Regions from separate parts of the Sus scrofa genome. Here all the other regions are linked to region 2. The links are chromatin contacts, called in public HiChIP or PLAC-seq maps. All regions are on one chromosome and are shown on one strand. The core of a region is the stretch at or near the end of the contact, and the rest is flanking DNA. Distances in the headings are between cores, read along the strand shown.

What was found. HiChIP or PLAC-seq counts read pairs in DNA pulled down with a chosen protein or histone mark.
Region 1: a contact with region 2 is called in an H3K27ac HiChIP or PLAC-seq map of alveolar macrophages. The contact joins two enhancer-like sites. A contact is called at or near these places in 2 of 47 Hi-C or Micro-C datasets (embryonic fibroblasts and liver) and 1 of 2 datasets of contacts at active chromatin or transcription factors (alveolar macrophages).
Region 3: an H3K27ac HiChIP or PLAC-seq map of alveolar macrophages shows a contact between it and region 2. The contact joins two enhancer-like sites. A contact is called at or near these places in 2 of 47 Hi-C or Micro-C datasets (both in embryonic fibroblasts) and 1 of 2 datasets of contacts at active chromatin or transcription factors (alveolar macrophages).

The regions. Positions count from the first base shown.
Region 1 is chr9:64,019,256-64,023,612 of Sscrofa11.1, reverse strand. No RefSeq gene overlaps it. Among named protein-coding and RNA genes, the nearest start is that of BTG2, 12 kb to the left of the region's middle. Within about 2 kb of position 2,807, at least 77 of the 83 cell types and tissues checked have an H3K27ac peak or open chromatin away from gene starts, as enhancers often do. A contact at or near this core is called in alveolar macrophages, embryonic fibroblasts and liver, where this site is marked.
Region 2 is chr9:64,159,340-64,163,880 of Sscrofa11.1, reverse strand. No RefSeq gene overlaps it. Among named protein-coding and RNA genes, the nearest start is that of PRELP, 29 kb to the left of the region's middle. Within about 2 kb of position 1,855, at least 14 of the 83 cell types and tissues checked have an H3K27ac peak or open chromatin away from gene starts, as enhancers often do. A contact at or near this core is called in alveolar macrophages, embryonic fibroblasts and liver, where this site is marked.
Region 3 is chr9:64,405,606-64,410,025 of Sscrofa11.1, reverse strand. ATP2B4 (plasma membrane calcium-transporting ATPase 4) reads right to left here. Exons shown (of 21, transcript XM_021063194.1): 7 at 3,990-4,025; 8 at 2,301-2,462. Among named protein-coding and RNA genes, the nearest start is that of LAX1, 53 kb to the left of the region's middle. Within about 2 kb of position 2,740, at least 12 of the 83 cell types and tissues checked have an H3K27ac peak or open chromatin away from gene starts, as enhancers often do. A contact at or near this core is called in alveolar macrophages, where this site is marked.

The sequences.
Region 1 (4,357 bases), core at 1,558-4,057, 140 kb after region 2:
AGTGTGGGCCAGGAGATCCACCTCGTCTCTTCCTTAATCTGTGGAAATCCCAGTGTTGTCATCTTGGAACCAAGGAATCTGAAGCTATTCTCAGTGGCACTTAGTATGATCCTCAATTGGGCTTTAATGAGACCCCATAATGACAGTGGGAGTAATCAGGTCAGGTTACTGGCTGGGAAAATAACAATCAACATCCTTTCCATGTTTCCTTCTATCCTCGGCTCAGGGCGTCTTTCCCTTCCCCTTGGCCCAGGAAACTCCCTTGAGGCCAGGGGTTGAGTCCTATTGAGTCAAAGAGTCAGGTGGCTGCCAGTGTTGTCAGCTGATTTCTCTAGCATTAGAGATGTGCGGAAGCAAGGTGGGTCCCAGGTGAAAGCTCCTGAGGGGAGTGGAATATTTTGAAATAGGTTTCAGAGGGATTTGAGAAAGTAGAGCCCCCAGATTTGAGCAGAATGGATGATGACTGTAGTAGGAATGGGTAAGCTCCTAGAAAAAGAACAACTTCCTGCTCCCCAGGATTTTGAAGAATCTACCGTAAGTAAGCATCCTTATTTAAAAAGCGTGTGTTGAGTTCCCATGGTGGCACAGTGGTAATGAACCTGACTAGTATCCATGAGGATTCAGGTTCAAACCCTGGCCTCATTCAGTGGGTTAAAGATCCAGTGTTGCCATGAGCTATGGTGTTGATCGCAGATGTAGCTTGGGTCTGGTGTTGCCGTGGCTGTGGTGTAGGCCAGCAGCTGCAGCTCCAATTTGACCCCTAGCCTGGGAACTTCCATATGCCATGGGTGCAGCCCTAAAAAGACAATAAATAAATAAATAAATAAATAAATAAATATAAAAAGCGTGTGTAAGTCTAGGAAGATCACCAACCACCCACCTCCAATCTGGCTTGGCTTAGGAGGACGGACTCTGCCTAAGAACTTAAACACACAGAAGCTTTGGGCCCATCTCACTGAAGTTGTAGAGTGGCACAGGTAGGGGTCAGAAAGAGCTGAATTGTTCTTCAAAAGAAAACAGGATGAATCTGTAAGAAAAAGAGCTAAAATTCACAGCTCACATAGCAAGTGCGTTCATGGATCAGCAAGTAGATTCCTAAACTGATCTGACTTAAGAAAAAGAGGAGCTCAAAGCCAGAACCATCCCTCCTCAGAATCTCGAATATTCTGAGGAGGGGCATAGGGTTTCCAGCAGATCTGAGAACGAAGCTTTGAACCAATCTTAGCCAGCCCCTAAGCAGACCTCCGCTGACACAGTTCACCTTTGGGAGCATGGCCTTGGGTGTTACCGTCATTACCTCTAATGAGGACAACCACCTCCAAAAGGAAGGTACCTGCCTGCCCACTGTGCAATCCACTTCTCATCGACTCAGCACGGTTCTCCTTGGCAGGGAGGGGGTTCCATGGGGACTTGCTGAGCCAGGGAGTGGGGAAAGAGAGGGAGGTGAGTACTGAGGAGGTGTGCCTTGTCTGACCCTCCCAGGCCTCACTGCCATTTATATGTGGGTCATAAATCAATCACTTCACCCCAGGGTCTGAACACCTTTTGTCCTCCTTGTCTTAAAGTGATCAAAGGAGGAAGACTTGGTGCCCAACCTCTGGGGTGGTGAATGGGGCTTCTTCATCGAGTTTGGGAGAAAGGGTTCCTGCCCTCAGGAAACTCCAACTTCGGGGAGGAGGAGGGACACCCACAGGGGACACACACGCAAAGCGCCAGCAAACAGAGAAATGTGGGCAGATGACTGTGGAAAAACACAGTCTCAAACTAATGAAGGGGGTTAGAATGGAGGCACCAGCAGTCAGCTGGTGTCCTGCAGGAAATAGCTTGTTGGGGCTGGGAGTTCTGAGCTGGGTTTGGAGGTGTTACTAGCAGGGGCAGAAGACAGTCTAGAACTGTACAAGGCATTCACAAGACTGCACACCCACTGACTTTGGCAGTTCTGGTTTCCCTCCCTGGTTTACCTGGAAAGGTCATCTCAAGCATGCTGCCCACTTGCTCACTGCAGGGCCTCAAAACAGCCCATCACAGTGTGGGAGAGCAGCGGGCAGACACCAGATGACTTTGTTTACAAAGCTTAAGCTTTTCCACAGGGTCAAAGGGCATTCCCAGAGTGGCTGAGTGAGATCACAGACAGGCAGGTTCTGGAAGCCAAGTTAGCATCTGGATATCGCTGCTCCCTTCCCAGAAGGGGCGCCTGAACAGGCTTCTCCAGGGGACAAGCGACCACCATACTTTTGCACAGCTTACAAAGCTCTTTTTACACCAACAAGTAGAATGCCCATCTGATCCTTACAGCCACTCCATAAGGTAAAAATCTCGACTTCACAGGTAAGGAAACAGGCTGGAAGCAACTATGAGTCTTCTGTAAGGTCACCCAGGGGAGGCAAGGCTGTCCTTCCTATTACCCACACTGGCCTTGGCATCACAGTCTTCTGGCCTTGGACTTTAGGGATCCTGAACATTAAGGGACCATCTGAGTGCATCTATTAAAGGCCAAGAGACACCTGCATTTCCCTCTCGCTCTGATCATTTCAAGAGATACAAAGAGGGAGGATGCAGGGAGATAATCTCTGGGAAGGGCCGCCCACCTGGGCTCTCCAGCTCTTAGGTGAAGCCACATCTTCTTTCCAAACTGGCTCACCTTTGCCCGGGCCGGGCCGGGGAATCATTTGTGGGATGAGAGCCCAGCCAAGGACGTCGGGCAGCTGTCGGCGGCCCTGCCTCCCGCCCCAGCGGACCCATCCGGAGTCTGTGCCCATATAAGGGCATCGCTTCCCGTAGGTATTGACGCGCCGAGGGCCACGTCAGCTGCAGGCGGGGAGGGGGTGGCCCTGTGACACGAAAACAAGTGACGCAAGGGAGGGCGGAGAGAAGGGGGGGCGGGTGGGGGAAGGAAGAGGGAAGAGGGGGCGGGCGGGGGCCGCCGCGGCTTAACCCCTTCCCAGACGGCCACCCCTGTCTCGCCTTTACGCTCTTTGTGTAAACGCGGGTGCAACACTGGGGGTCGCGTGCGTGATCGCTTTCTGTCCCCGTGTGGGCGCAGGTATCTATTCTGGGCGATCTTATCTTTGGACGTTCAAGTGTGTTTGCTGGCTGTTTTATCTCACGGGTGTCAAGGATGTGCATTTCACGTTACAGCCATGGTGTGTATTTTTACGTTGGAGACAGAGGAGGAACTTGGCTGGTGGATGTTTGAGAACAATCACATCTCTCCACGTTTCTTTGTTAAACAAACAAACAAGACTCTTGGCACTTGTGCTTCCAGAGAGCCACAGAAAGTCTAACTAGAGGCGCTGCTGTAAGGGACTGGCTTCTGTTTTTACCGAGCCGTCTCCCACCACTTCCCTAGCCAAGTCAAACAGAAAGAGGTGGGCCCCGAGGCGCTGAAGGGGAAGAAGCCTAAAAGAGGAGGGTCAGGGGTCTAGTGCCAGGCAGAGGCCAGGAAACAGAAAATGAAGAAATCCCCAGAGAAGCCCAGGACTGTCATTTCAACCAGGCTTCTTCATGGAGCCTCCAATGAATGGGAGCCTCCAATGGGTGTGGGGGGTGGAGGGGGGTGTCTCATTTCTGAGTCCAGCTTGATCAGGTGTGCATAGCCTGCCTCCTCTCACCTGGAGTTGAGAGGTAGGGATGGGCGAGGGGAGAAATGAGTACTAAAAGGTCTAAGACGCAGGAAGAAGGGGTACTTTGCAGAGGGTGTGAGGGCAACAGGACATGGATGGATGGGAGGGTGTTGGGAGCTTGGCTGCCCTGTGTGGGGGAGGAGCATAGGGGAAAGTCCCCAGGGCCTCCCAAACTGTCCCTTCCCACCCACTGTTCTCATCCACCCACTCTCCCTGCCCTACTTTAGACCCACTTCCTCTCTTTACTTCCCCTGGTGGAGAACTGCCTGGGTGAAAACCTCACTCTACCCCAAGCTCCGGGCCCAGTCAAAGAGTGGGAATCCCAGGTCTGGGGGGCAGATAGTGGCTCTCCCTTGTCAGGGAATCTGCTTAGGACCTGGCCACTTTGCCTTGGCTGTGAACCTTGTCTTGCCCCTGAGGCCTAGCTAGGCTGGGGGTTGGGAGTGGTGGGGAGTAAAAGTGGTTTTAAACCTGGGAATTTAAAAGAATGCAGAACAGAGGCCTTTCTTCTTCAGGGGCCAGTGTTCTAGGACGGGACGATGATAAAAGTATTGAGGAATAAAAGCACGGGGTGTCCCACCTGGGCAGGGCTGACTGTGGCTAAGAGTGTGGTCTTGGCAATACAGGCTTTCCTCAAAAAAGAAGAAAAATCTCCAATTGACAACTTAACCAACCATCTAAAAGAATTAGAAAAAGAAGAACAAACAAAACCTAGAGTCAGCAGAAGGGTAAAT
Region 2 (4,541 bases), core at 606-3,105:
CCCTGCTGCTCAAGTTTTGCCTTGAGGCATCTCACCAGCAGAGGAACACGAGGCAGCCTCAGGGTCCTCCCACCATCTCCCAGTGGTGCTCTTTAATGTATTTGTATGAGAAGCTCTGACAAAGGATGCCATTTAAAACAAATTTAGCTGCAGGTTTAACAAAGGGTCTCTATTTATTTATTTGTTTATTTATTTAACAAAGGGTATCTATCTATCTGTCTATCTATCTATATTTTCAGGGCCACACCCACAGCATATGGAAGTTCCCAGGCTAGGGGTCTAATCAGAGCTACAGCTGCCAGCCTAAACCACAGCCATGGCCATGAGGGATCCCAGGCATGTCTGTGACTTACACCACAGTTCTGGGCAACACTGGATCCTTAACCCACTGAACAGGGCCAGGGATCAAACCTGCATCCTCATGGATACTAGTCTGATTCATTACCCCTGAGCCACAACAGGAACTCCAAGAGTTTTCCTTTAAAGAATAACGTTTCTGGGAGTTCCCGTCGTGCCAGCCTACACCACAGCCACAGCACAGCAATGCCAGATCCCAGCTGCATCCTTGACCCAGAGGGCTATCTCCTAAAATTCAGTCACCTCTTCAATCCCTGTGACATTTAGAAAAATGCCAATGTACAGTAGAATGAACCAGCACTGACATGGTGCCCACTGGGTGCCAGGTACCATTCTAGGGATTTCCATATACTGACTTTTGGCACTAAAATTTCCCCAGGGTTGGAAGAGGGGGATATTGAGGAGTTTTGGAAAAGCCATTCCTGCATCTGTTTCTTCACTCAGTGACCAGGCTGAGCCCCAGAGAGAAGAAAGTGCCAAGGAGGTAGGTGAGAGGGATCCACAAGCAGGTGGTCTGGCCCTTATCGACTAGAGAAGCTCCAGGCAGCAACAAGCATGTAGAGAAATGCTGCCTGGACCCCCTAGGCAGGTAAAGGCCTTACAGAAGGTCCTGCTTGTTCCAGGACATGGTTAGAGCTCCAGAATCCTCGCACAGGGGCAGAGAATATCAGAGAGAGCCATCAGCCTGAAAGGACCATGGGCCAAATATCTACTCACTATCTGAGAGTCTCGCCCACCAAGACCAGAATGGGTGGCTGAGGTCTCGGAGGAGGCTTCTTCTGCAAAAGCCACGTTGAGGATCAAATCCAGGCAGGTCTCAGAGGAGGCTTCTGTAAATAGGCCACGCTGAAAATCAAATCAAGGCCTGTTAGACACCACCCTGGGGAGGGGGTTGGTTCTTGCCAGCCCAACTAAATCAAAAGTCAAAATAGAAGTGAAAGAAAATTAGTCACCCTTCTCATACACATGAGTTTGTGAAGAACGATTCATAAAGTTTAAATCATATTTATGTACAGATTTCACAAATTGTGTTTTAAAAACTGGGGCTTTCTGAGAAAATGCAAGAGAGGTGGTCACTGTGTTACAAATCTAAATGATCTTTAGGTAGTTTTTAGAAGGAGAAGAAAAAATTATTCCAACCCCACTCTCTTAAAAAAGAAAAAAAACACAGAGAAAGAGGATCATTGTCGTGTTAGCAGTAATTTTCCAAACATTTCACTGAAAAAAAAAAAAAAAAAAACCAACCCCAAAACCCAAACAAAACCTCTGAATCTAGTCATTCATTCATCCCAGGCAAATATGGAAAAACTAGAAGTATTAGCAATGAAGAGGGAAGTTACCAGAACAGGGGATGAGGACGGAAAATGTTTTGCAATTTCATAGCTGTCGCCACCTCAGTTGGCGTAATGGGTCATGAACACAGTGTGTTTTGGTGCCTGCTGCTAAGGGGAGCCCGGAGGAGGCTCCAGACACTGGCTCCGTTGACCTTTATGTACCTAATGCCCAGCAGCCTTGATGTCTGGAACAGCCGACTCACTTGCTCCTCTGAAGGGCCTCCCGGCCCTGCCTGTACCCATCCCTCCCCCAACAATTTTTGAGATGGAGCCATGGAACTTCCTGCCTTCAGCTGCTTCCCACTGGGATGAGCTGCAACCATGGACTAAGAAAATGTTCTCGCTGAGGAAGAGGGAGTTACACTAAATATCTGGGAGCATTTCCATTATCATCTGGACCAAAAAATACTGGCTCATGTCCCCAAGGGAAACTAGGGATTTATCGATCCGTTGGGTGTCGGAAGTCAGGTCAGATGGTCTGACTCACTCAGTTAATGCCCTGGTTCAGCTCTGCATTTTTTCAAGTGTCTTCCATTTTCAAATATACCCACAGACATGGACACACACACAAACATATATGTATGTGTGTATGTGTGTGTCTATATATATACTATATATATATATAATTTTTTCCTGCACCCATGCATGCAGAACTTCTCAGGCCAGGGATTGAAACTGTACCCCAGCAGGTTCGATCCTTAACTTGCTGAGCCACCAGGGAACTCTGCACAAGCATATATTTTTATTCTCCCAATTCTCTAAATGGTGCTCAGTTCTCCAAAGTCAGCTCTCTCTAAGCCTTGCCTTGAAGAATTTTCTCTTACCCTGTGAAATAGGAGACTGAGACTGGAAAGCCTATCTAGGTGAGCAAAGACATGAACAGAACAGAGAAGATGATAGCCCATCCCCAGTTCTAGGAACTCTTGTCAAATTTAGGAATATATCTGAACTCATTAGCCCACCCCCTCTGACCTTACTCACAGTGGGAATGGAGAACAGAAATAGCTTGGGTCAAGGCCATTTACGCCTATCTCCCCATCTCCCCAGATTCTTGTCTTCTAGATAAAGAACCAGGGAGGAAGTTAGTTGTGTAATGACTTACTCAGAGCTAACTGAGCAATTAGAATTTAAATAACATTAGCTGAAGCACTTGCTATATGACAGGGCCTTGATGTGGTCTCTCTTACTGAATTCCTCAAACAGCCCTAAGAGGTAGGGACACTAATTCATTTTCTCCATTCTTCAGAAAAGAAAGCCAAGGCATACAGAAGTTAAGACACAAGTTGGGATTTATTTATTTATTTAGTCTTTTTAAGGCTACATCCACAGCATGTGGAAGTTCCCAGGCTAGGCGTCGGATTGGAGGTGCAGCCGCCAGCCTACACCATAGCCCCAGCAACATGGGATCCAAGCAGTGTATTTGACCTACACTACAGCTCATGGCAATGCTGGATCCTTAACCCACTGAGCAAGGCCAGGGATTGAACCTATGTCCTCATGGATACTAGTTGGTTTCATTACTGCTGAGCTACAATAGGAACCCTGCAAGTTGGGATTTAAACCCAGGTCCAGCTGGCTCCAGAGCAGAGTCTTATCTCTTAGACTCCAACATTTCCTAGAGAGAATGCAGAGAGATGCATAAATATATAAAGCTGTGAAAGAGCTAGACTAGTGCATGAAAAGAGGGGAGGTGGAAAATCTATTTTTAAGCTATAGACGGCAATTTTTGGGGAAAGGTTGATAATTTCATTGTTGAAAATGATGATGCTATTCCTACATTTGGCAAATATAGACAAGGAAGTCATGGCTGCAAAAATCTTGTGGAAAGGGAAGTTGGAATAAATGAGTTGGAAAGTTTGGGATGCACCAGCACTTCCTCTGAATAAAGGTGGGAGCTTGTTCCTTTGTCCCTTGTCCAGACTAGTTCCATTTCTAGGCTCTCTAATTCCCAGACCTTCTGTTGAACCAAATTCCCTCCCTGTTCAGCCTCAACACACTCTAAGCCTAAGCCACTGGCATCCAGGGAAATGGCAGAGTGAGGCAGAGACTGGGATGATAGCTCCAAGAGCTGTCAGTGCTTCCCTGTCTCTAGAAGCCCATGGAAGGAAAGCTACACAGAGGAGGCAAGCCAAGTTCTTACCTGGAAGGAAAGCTGGATTCTCTCTGTCCAGCTCATCAGTGGGCACTTGTCCAAAGATATTTATTTTTTCTTTCTATGGCCACACCTGTGGCATATAGAAGATCTCAGGCTAGGGGTTGAATTGGAGCTGCAGCTGAGGCCTATACCACAGCCACTGGCAACACCATATCTGAGCCACATCTTGGACCTGTGGTGCTGCAGATTGCATTAACTCTGGATCCTTAACCCACTGAGCAAGGCCAAAGATCAAGCCCACATCCTCACGGACACCATGTCAGGTTCTTAACCTGCTGAGCCACAGTGGAAACTCCATCCAGAGGTTTGACTCTACCTGAAGAGTCTGAGTGGGGAACGTGGATTTAGTAACTCACCTGGTGGTTGGGGTAGATAGTAAACATTTTGGTAAAAATTGAGCAAGGGTAACAAGCTGCCTAGGAGACAGGTCTGGCTTAGAATAGGGGCTGGCGTCTGGGCTCCTAAAGAGTATATTGAGAGACATGGGAGTAAAGCAAGTTTTCTTGTTACAAGCTTGAAAGTTCCAGAATGTCACTTCTGTCACATTCTATGAAGCAAGAAAACCATTAAGGGCAATCTTGATCTCTTTTGAGGAATAGCCAAGATTTGTGACTGTCTTTAATCTACCTCACCTTCATGTTTGCCAGAAAGCTCAGAGTGGCACCTGACTGCTTTAGGGCATATAGTTGTTAGAT
Region 3 (4,420 bases), core at 1,491-3,990, 250 kb before region 2:
CATAGTTTGATCTGTGTCTTTGCTTTTCCTGAGGGCTCGTGATTCAGGGGAAGCCGAGCAGGTTCCTGTCATGGCTCAGTGATTAACGAATCCAACTAGGAAACATGAGGTTGCGGGTTCCATCCCTGGTCTTGCTCAGCGGGTTAAGGATCAGGCGTTGCCGTGAACTGTGGTGCAGGCCTCAGAAGTGGCTCGGACCTGGTGTGGCTGTGGCTGTGGCGTAGGCCAGAAGCTATGGCTCCCATTAAGCCCCTAGCCTGGGAACTTCCATTTGCTGTGGATGCAGCCCTAAAAAGACGAAAAAAAAAACAAAAAACAAAAACAAAAAACTACATGTCAGGCTCAGTAACTTGATTCCACACTTGCAATTCATGTGATCCATGTATCATTTTATGGTGGTCAAAATTAGCTTATATGAGAACTGAATGAGTAAGTTACACTAATGCTGCCCAGTAACTCCCCATGATGCTTAAAATGTTCTCTGTTCACACTATCCAATATGGCAGCCACTAGCCACACGTGGTTATTGACCAACTGGAATAGGCTAATGTGACTGAGGAGCTAAATGTTTAATTGTATTTAATTTTCATGAATTCAAATCAAAGCGGCCACACATGATAAGTGGCAGCAGTAGTGGACAGGGTAGCTTTTTGCTCAAGGTGTGCTCAGCAGAGCAGCAGCACTGGCACAGCCTGGGGGTTTGTCAGAAATGCAGAATCTCAGGCCCCACCCCAGACCTCCGGAGTCAGAGTCAGCACTTGAACAAGATTCCAGGTGAATAGCACACAGAAAAATGTATTGGACTAAACTCTGATTATAACAGAGGTGGGGTCAGGAAATAATTACACAGTGCAAAAAGACTGTACTTTAAGAGATGTGTTCACTGAACGGACAATCTTCCTTTTGTTCCCTCTTGCAATTCCCCTGCCCCAACCCACCAATGAAAGAAGAGAGGCGTTCCTATTGTAGCTCAGTGGGTTAAGAACCCGACTAGTGGAATTCCCATTGTGGCTCTGTGGGTTAAGAACCTGACTAGGAACACTGAGGTTGCAGGTTCGATCCCTAGCCTTGCTCAGTGGGTTAAGGATCCAGCATTGTCATGAGCTGTGGTGTAGGTTGCAGACATGGCTCAGATCCCACATTGCTGTGGCTGTAGTGTAGGCCAGCAGCTGTAGCCCTGATTGGACCCCTAGCCTGGGAACCTCCATATGCTGTAGGTGTGGCCTTAAAAAGCAAAAAAAAAAAAAAAGAATCTGACTAGTATCCATGAGGAGGCAGATGCAATCCCTGGCCTTGCTCAGTGGGTTAAGGATCTGGCCCTGCTACAAGCTGTGCTATAGGTTGCAGATTTGGCTTAGATATGGCATTCCTGTGGCTGTGGCACAGGCTGGAGCTCCGATTTGACCCCTTGCTCTAGGAGCTTCCATATGTCACAAGTGCAGCCCTAAAAAGGAGGGAAAAAAAAAGGAAAGAAGGGAGAGAGAGGAGGAGAGTGCAGAAGAGAGCGATGGAGAAGCCACTGCCTGTGACAATACATAGGGGTGCCTGTGTGACCTCTGCTCTGAAAAGAGCTTCTTTAACAACTGCCTTCCTTTTCCCACTAGTCCTTATTTTGAACTGACTGCTCTGGGCCTGGCCAGATGCTACTACTTACTTTGCTAGGGAATTGCCCTCAGCCAACAGCAGCCTTCTCTAACCTTCAGGAATTTACGAGGCAAGACAGGAAACAGGTGAGCAGTTATTAAAGACTTCCTTTTTTTTTTTCCCTGTCTTTTTGCCTTTTCTAGGGCTGCTCCTGCGGCATATGGAGGTTCCCAGGCTAGGGGTCTAATAGGAGCTGCAGCCACCAGCCACAGCCACAGCCACAGCAACATGGGATCCAAGCCACGTCTGCAACCTACACCACAGCTCACGGCAACACCAGATCCTTAACCCACTGAGCAAGGCCAGGGATGGAACCCGCAACCTCCTAGTTGGATTTGTTAACCACTGAGCCACGACGGGAACTCCAAAGACTTCCTTCTTGCCGATATAAATCTCCCCTGTGGACTATCAGTTCTTTACTTCCCATTTGTTTGGGCCTTTAACCCTCACACATAGGAAAATATCTCTTTCTTCAAACGCCAAGGGAACGGCCACATGGTCACAGGGAGGGACTTAGCTACCCAGATTGCACTAGCCACTGGCAATTTTCAGCTTCTTTCTCCTAGACCTGGTTGGTGTAGAAAGAAGACAATCAAAGCAGCAAGGATCCGAAATAGCACCGATGAACAGCATCGAGAGGGCTCCACCCTACTTACCAGCTTTCCCAATCTGAACAGCCAAGCGCGTCAGCTTGCCTTGCAGCACCGACTTCTCCTTTTTGGGCAGCTTGGCAGCCTTTTTCTCCTTTTCCTCATTGTCGATTCCCTCCTGGCTGTTGAGTGGCTGAATTTCCAAGGCCACTCCATCCTGAGTCTTTGCTAGGGTGTACACACAAACAGAACAGGTGAGTAGGCCAGGTAGTAGCACTGCGTAGCAGGTAGGTGGAAACTAACAAACCCTCCGTCTTATTCCTGGAATATACCTTGGAGCCTTGACTTCAGGTCTGACCACCCTCACTCCATGCCAGACAGGGAACTTGCCTTTCGACCATCTATAAGGGCCTTGGGAATGATATCTGAACAACTAGAGGTGAAATGGATACTTTTGGGGCATGGATTTCCTCTTCAGTGGCAGCTTCTTGGCACTACGTCAGAGCCCCAGGCCAGGTTCGTTGTTCCAGCAAGAGGATTAGTCATGCCACTAAGTGCTGTTACCAACAACCATCCTTCCTGGAATTCAGTGCTTAAAATAATGAGTCTTTACTTCAGAAAGGGGCTGAAGGGGGACGCTGTAGATGTTTCCAGAGCATCGGGGTCCTAGTCAGCTCTTTAAAAGGTGCATCTCTCTCTCTCTAGACTGTCATGGAAGAAACACAGAACACAGGCTATCTCCCAGCTCCCCCTTGTGTTAACTGAACGACAGGGGAAGGAAATCTCCCCTGTCTGACGAAGGCAGGGGGATACAGAGTGGGACCTGGGGGAAAGGGAAGAAGCTGGTGTGAGGGACTCCCTGGAATAAGAGAAAGCAGGAATAAAGACAGACATAAATCCATTTTGCTTTAAAAAGAAGAGTTCAAGGAATCTAAAATTAAAGAATTATTTCTGTGGAGCCCTGGGTTCGCCGAAGTGATGACTTTATTCTGAAGACTACCATGACGTGGGTTACAAAAGGAAAAAAATCTCTAGGCGCTGTCTCAAGAGAGTGGTTCTTGTTGGTTTCCAACAGCCCTCCAACTTCACCCCTGCAGAGCTTGACCCCTTTGGTTAGATGCCCTTCCTGAGATATTATTGTCTCTGTTGTCACACTCACAAACAAGACAGAGACAGGATGTAAACACGGCCACCAAAAAAGAAACACACATCAGATTAGGAGGAAGAAAACAGACTGTGGAGAGAACAAGGAAAGAGGTGGGGAAAGAGGTTACGTAGAAAGGGCTCTGTCCACCCTGGAGAAGACGAGCAGAGAAGGAATCCAGACCGGAAGAGGACACCGATGAGGAAGCTGGCAAGAGGAGGGTGCAGGGACTGCCCATCCCAACTCCCTCCACCATATGCACCCTGAAGCCTTCCAACCCAGAAATTGATGCCTTGTGGTGTTTAAATCCGGTATGGGGCAATGAGGCAAAGAGCTCAGTACCCTGGGAAGAGCAGATTTGCTCCCCCAAGAGAAACTTTGACATGAGGTTCCTTGAGCCAACAGCAGAGGGTGCTGTTGTCCCAGCTTCGATTGGGTTTGGGAGCTTGCGACCATCCCCAAATCTCTGCACCTTCCTCGGGATAAGGGATCCCGGCCACAGCAGCAGATAACAGATTTATGGAGAGGAAAAGGGAGAAGGCAGATGGCCTGGAAAGGTCTGGTTTGAGTGTGGCAGGTAGAAATGGTAAATGAGTGGGTGGAGAGGTTACCTTTGTTGCGATTTTCAGGGGCTCCTTGTTTTTTACCTGTTTGAACAAGAAAGAAAAAAGTGGGGTGGAGACCCAAAGTGACTATTAAGAGATCAGACAGTCAGATCTCTTAATCTGACTGGTCCTGCTCAGAGCCCAAACGGGCGACAGCAAAGGGGCTGAGTTGCAGGGCAGGGACTGCAGTGGAAGCTGGCATCTCCGTTTACATCTATAAGGGGCTCCTCCTCGAGATCTGGACCAGACCACTCATCCACAAGCACGCACACCCACTTCCGAGCTGCCTTCTCCTGGAGCACGGCTGGCCTGAGTCATATCACTTTTCTCCTGGCCTGCGTCACATCACTTGGAGAACGGCAGTGGGGGTTAGGAAGTGAGAGGTTTGGACTTTTTCTGGCTGATGGCAAAGGCCCTGAAAGGTGCCTCCATGTCAT